Regions from separate parts of the Zea mays genome. Here region 2 is linked to region 1. Evidence: chromatin contacts called from public Hi-C data. All regions are on one chromosome and are shown on one strand. The core of a region is the stretch at or near the end of the contact, and the rest is flanking DNA. Distances in the headings are between cores, read along the strand shown.

Evidence for each region. Hi-C and Micro-C count contacts between places; a contact is called where the count stands out from the background.
Region 2: a Hi-C map of tassel shows a contact between it and region 1, with 8 times the contacts expected there. The contact joins two enhancer-like sites. A contact is called at or near these places in 2 of 25 Hi-C or Micro-C datasets (ear and tassel).

What each region holds. Positions count from the first base shown.
Region 1 is chr1:92,462,815-92,465,506 of Zm-B73-REFERENCE-NAM-5.0, reverse strand. No RefSeq gene overlaps it. Among protein-coding and RNA genes, the nearest start is that of LOC103637657, 3.0 kb to the right of the region's middle. Within about 2 kb of position 1,381, at least 18 of the 20 cell types and tissues checked have an H3K27ac peak or open chromatin away from gene starts, as enhancers often do. A contact at or near this core is called in ear and tassel, where this site is marked.
Region 2 is chr1:93,164,563-93,167,254 of Zm-B73-REFERENCE-NAM-5.0, reverse strand. No RefSeq gene overlaps it. Among protein-coding and RNA genes, the nearest start is that of TRNAL-AAG, 4.2 kb to the left of the region's middle. Within about 2 kb of position 1,309, at least 15 of the 20 cell types and tissues checked have an H3K27ac peak or open chromatin away from gene starts, as enhancers often do. A contact at or near this core is called in ear and tassel, where this site is marked.

The sequences.
Region 1 (2,692 bases), core at 132-2,631:
ACTTTATTGTGATATAGTTTATCATATAATATACTTTAAGTATGACATTAATTTCTTAATTTTTTAAAAAAAAGACGAGCCGATCAAGTTTAGTAAAAAAATGAAACGGATTATAAATTAAGACGGATGGAGTAGCAAAGAAATAAAAGATCAAACGGTATGTTTAGTCCATGGGAATCTAGACCTACTGATCCTAATACCTAATTACACCACTATATACGCAGCAAAGCTCAATTGCCGGGAAAAAAAAGTGTACTTGAACATGCATTTCATCAAACACACCTGAAGTTTGAGCTTTAGTGGTAGAGGAGAGAAACAAAGCATGAATAAATCACCTCCAATAAGCAGGCAAGAACATCAGCCTATCATATGCAGGAGCACACAACGATGTACAACTCAGACGAACTTTACCTCTATTAGTTTAGCCTTTTTATTAGCCCTAAGCATAACTAACTGAGTCTACGTCGTAATTGAGCTTCTGTCATTTGTCTTGTTTTTTTGTTTACATGTTCCGAGAGATTTTGACTATACCTGGAAGGTTCTTCCTCGGTTGTTCACCGTGGTGGCCTCGTCCGTGGCAAGGAGTGCTCACGTCGGAGTAGATTTTGCTACTCTCGGCCACGGGTCATCACACAAACAAATCAAACGCATTGCATGACCTGATTGAAATCCTGGCTCTGGTAGAGGAGGCAAACTTCTATTATAAGAACCGAAGGCATCCTTAACCTTGACTTGTCGACAGTTCTTTTTGTTATTTTGACCGTGCTCCATCCATGATCAGCTCAAACCGAACACGAGGTTGCCTGCCCCAGCCCCCATGTCGTTGTCGTTACTCCTTGGATGCGGAAATCGGGAAGGAATGCACAAGCCTTCCAGTTCCTGATTTGAATGGTATTTGCGGGGAATTAATGGCGGGAAGCAGAAGAGGGCGAGAGCGAGCGTGCAGCGCCATCGAAAGACATGTGGAAAGAAAAATGAAGAAACGGAGCGCGGGAAGCAAAGCGGAGAGAAAACAAAAAAGAGGGAAGGCCGGCCCAGCCAGGAGGGCCGGGCTCGGGACTGGATGATCTCACATGCAAGGCTGACACCGCCGCAGCAACCACCACGCCGCATGCTCGGCAATGCCTTCATGCAAGGAAAGGAAAGAGGAAAGGCGGGGGGCGGAAGCGGAACCACCCCCACCACATTCACATGCCCCCGCCACGCCGGTGCCCATGTGACCGTACGTGCGCAGCGCTGCTGGCTGCCTGCCCCTCGCCCGCGAGAGATCCCCCGTCCCCGTCCCCATCCCCATCGATGAGTTCCCGACGTGTGAGGGGCCCTCCCACGCTGCGAGACCTCACCTATCCGCTCCAGCTACGTGTCCGTCAGCGCAACGGCTCGCATTTTGTACCTCCTCCTATAGAGCTCTGTCCAACCGTTCGGATAAGAAGAGGGACCCGCCCAGGCGTGGACCTCGCCTGTCAGCCAAACACCTCCAGCAAAAAAAAATACGTGAGCTGTGCCGGTTCCCACAGCACAGCAATCAATCTCCGCGTTAGAGTCTGTGAGCAGCAGAGGACCCCCGAACGTGCACTCGCGTGCAGTGTGCGCAGAGGACCCCGTTCACACCCTTTTTAATTGCTCTTCGTTCACGACATGCTTCGCTACATGAGAGCTATAATAATTCTCCAAACTAGGCCGCCACGTACGTACACACTGGCCCTTCAAGGGAACTATCCAGATCACCGCCGGTCGGGGGGGGGGGGGGGGGGGGGGGGGGGGGAGGGGGGGGGGGGGGGGGCGGCCGTTTGCCGTGCACCGGCCACCGATGCCAGAATTTATTCGCCGGAGCAGAGCGCGCGCGCGAGAGAGAGACCACCTCAGCACCGCCATTAGGCTGAGTCCAGTGCACAGCCTCTCTCTCGCCCCTGTCACGTCAGCTCTCGCCTCCACTCTCGCCCCTGCTGCTTCAGTGCACAGGCTGCAGCAGGCTACAGCCTCAGGCTATAGCACACGTGGACCAATCAGAAGCCGCCACTCACTGTCGCCCCTCGCTCTCGCCCGCGAAGACGCCATCGCCAACGCGTCGCCCCACTCTCGCCTGCCTATCGCCGGGCGGTAGCAGTAGCGCCCGCCGGGTCGCTCTCGCCCGCCTCCAGCCCCGCTCTCGCCTCCTGCTGGGCGCTATCGCCCTCACTATAGCCTGCATTGGCACCAGCCTATATAGGAAGGAGTACTATCTATGCAGCACACTAGCGGTAGCAAGGCATGGGCGCAGAGCAGAGGTGGCATGCTGCACACAGACATGTCTTTACCTTTTCTTTTTTTTTTTTTACTATTCTACCAGGGCGGGCGCAAGGCTCTGCCTTTACTGTGGTGGGTCTGACCGACGGGAGGAGTGGAGTGAGACAGTTTTTCTCGTTAAACTGACCCCACCACGGCCCTAGCGTGGTGGAGGACCTGGAGTACGACCGCCGGCCTCGGCTCACTGCCGTCTCTCGGCCGTCGATTTGTTGGCGAAAAGTTTCCAGGGCACTCATCAGGCCAGGCCGGGGGCCGGGTAAAAGCAAAGAGCACTCATCCGCTCGTTGCTGCAGGCATGGCAGACGACAGACGCGCCTTGAATCACGGCCAGTGGGGTGCATGGCTCCGACGGAGAGAGAGAGAGAGAGAGAGAGAGAGAGAGAAAATGCCCCAATCCGCGGCAAGC
Region 2 (2,692 bases), core at 60-2,559, 700 kb before region 1:
GCATAAATCAGAACATGCATGCTACATGAATATTATATAATACTTCAGAGCATCAAATGTAATAAAAACACCAAACATATCAAACTAATATAACAATAATTCATAATATACCTCATAAACAGTATAATAATAGTACATTATGTCATAGAAGATACTATTTAAGTGAATATCACCACAAAAATGATGAAAAAAAGGAGTCATGCCTTCATAACACAAATATTCTAAATTCATGACAAGTGGAGAACAATATTTCAAATTTAGAAAAAAAACATTCTATGTTTATATGAATAGTATTATAATATCAAGAAACACATGAAATGACGAATAACAAAAAACTAAAATATGTAGAAAAAGATAAATACATAAATGAATGAACAAGTAATATAAAGAGAAAAAATAATAAAAGGTAGACAAACATAATGTAAAATAAAAATAACAAAAACCATGTAATATAGAAATTAAAAAAAATAAAAATAGGAAAAATATTTCATAGATACACATAAATACTAAAAATATATAAAAAGTATCCCATTTGTACCAAGTAAAAATACCATACATAGATCATCATATGAAAAACAAAAAGTAAAACAAGATAATAAAAGATAGAGTAGAATTAAAAACAAAATTGTGAAAATAATAAAAATGTACAAATACATAAAAGGAAAGATGAAGGAAAACAAAATAGAAGAAAACAAAAGGAAACGAAAAAGAAGAAAACATGTAAATAAAATGAAATAAACAAAGTATTTAACAAAAAGTAATTAAAGAAAATACAAATGAAAAACACCATGGAGAAATGGAAGAGGAAAAAGAAATAGAACAGGAAAGAAAAAAAACTAGCTTAGCTACGACATGGAAATTGTGCTGTAGCACCGGAAAAAAATCGTGTGCAGACCGGATGCAAAGGGGAATTTGTAGCCGGCTCTAGATTGAGGACACATATACTTGTACAGATCTTGAAGCGCCTTTTCTAGCTCCTGGCTCCAGGCCAGTTACGGCTTGTTCTGTTCAACTCGTGACTCGTCCATCATATGTTCGTCGTTCTATTATGTTCGGCTCCTTTGTTACTGATGACGGTTGCCGAGACTATCCTCCGCATCTCTTCCTCCAGGGATGGCTCATTGTAATTCATGGGTATTCAATTGAATATCCAAGTTTATTGGTAAAAAATAGTGTATAATATACGTGAACATATAAAAATAAAAAATTAAAATAGGATTGAGCTAAAACAAAGAAGGCTGCATATAGCGAACTGGCAGCCCAATTACAACCAGCGCTTGGTGGCCCAGCAGCCCACGTTGCGTGGAATCCCACTCGCACTCACGGTTCCGGACTCCTGGTGCCCTAGCGCATTCCACAGCAGCCCTGCTATAGCACAGCACAACCACCAGCCCAATTACAGCAACACACTGTCACATTAATTTCAACTCCAGGATTACAATTCTGGTATGCCTACAACAGGAGGTCAATAGCATATGTATATATACATAAAGCTATAAATATCAGTAGGACAACATGACAACATGACAATAAGATTGCAGGATTAAATGCATGTCAACTGATAAGATTAAAATAAGATGAACTGCTAGATTGTTGTGCAGGACAACAGGACACTAGATTAAAACAAACAAATGCAAGATAGTAGGAGTGCACAACACTATATTGTTGTGCTAAACTGCTAATCAAGCATTTCATCAGCTAGTTCAAAGAGGCCATCTCCAGTTGGAACTACAGTGGATGCAACAGCAAGTTCTTCTCCTTGTTATTGCATTTCTTTATCAGAATCAGATTCACCAAACTGTGGAGGACGAACAATACGCTTCCTTGTTCTAGTGTATGTTCTGTTAACAGCCCCAGCAGCAGCTCTAGGGAGATTTTTACCCCTTAGATGCTCAGTTGCACCAATAGCTTCATCAACAGCCCTCCAAAGAGAATTTTCATCGTTAATGTCCTCATCATTTTCATGAACCCACTCATTTTCCATTGGAACTCTTGTAGGATCAAAGGGTTGCTTTTCTTTCCCTTTAAGCCCAACTCTCTAATTCTTTAAAATCTATTTGCCACGTTTCGGTTGTAGCTAACATACACCAATTTGTCCAGCCTTTTATGTTCTAAACGATTTCTTCTCTTGGTATGGACCTACATAACGACAAAAAGGAAACATAAGTACTGTTGTACTGGACAACAATTTTGAGAAGACAAAATATGCAAACAAAAGGTACACATACATTAGCAAATGTGAGAGCACCTAGAGGGGGGGTGAATAGGTGATCCTGTGAAACTTGAAACTTAATGCCACAAAGCTTGATTAGGAGTTAGTACAATAATGCCAAGTGGCTAGAGAGGAGTCTTTAGCAAAACACAATAACCACAAGAAGATCAACACAGGTAGACTCAGTGGTTTATCCCGTGGTTCGGCCAAGTATAAAACTTGCCTACTTCCACGTTGTGGCGTCCCAATGGACGAGGGTTGCAATCAACCCCTCTCAAGCGGTCCAAAGACCCACTTGAATACCACGGTGTTTTTGCTTTGTATACTATATCCCGTTCACGAGGAATCTCCACAACTTGGAGCCTCTCGCCCTTACACTTTGATGTTCACAAAGAAGCACGGAGCAATGGAGGGATGAGCAACACACACAAGACACAAAACTCACGGCAAATACGCACACACAAGACCCAGACTTGAGCT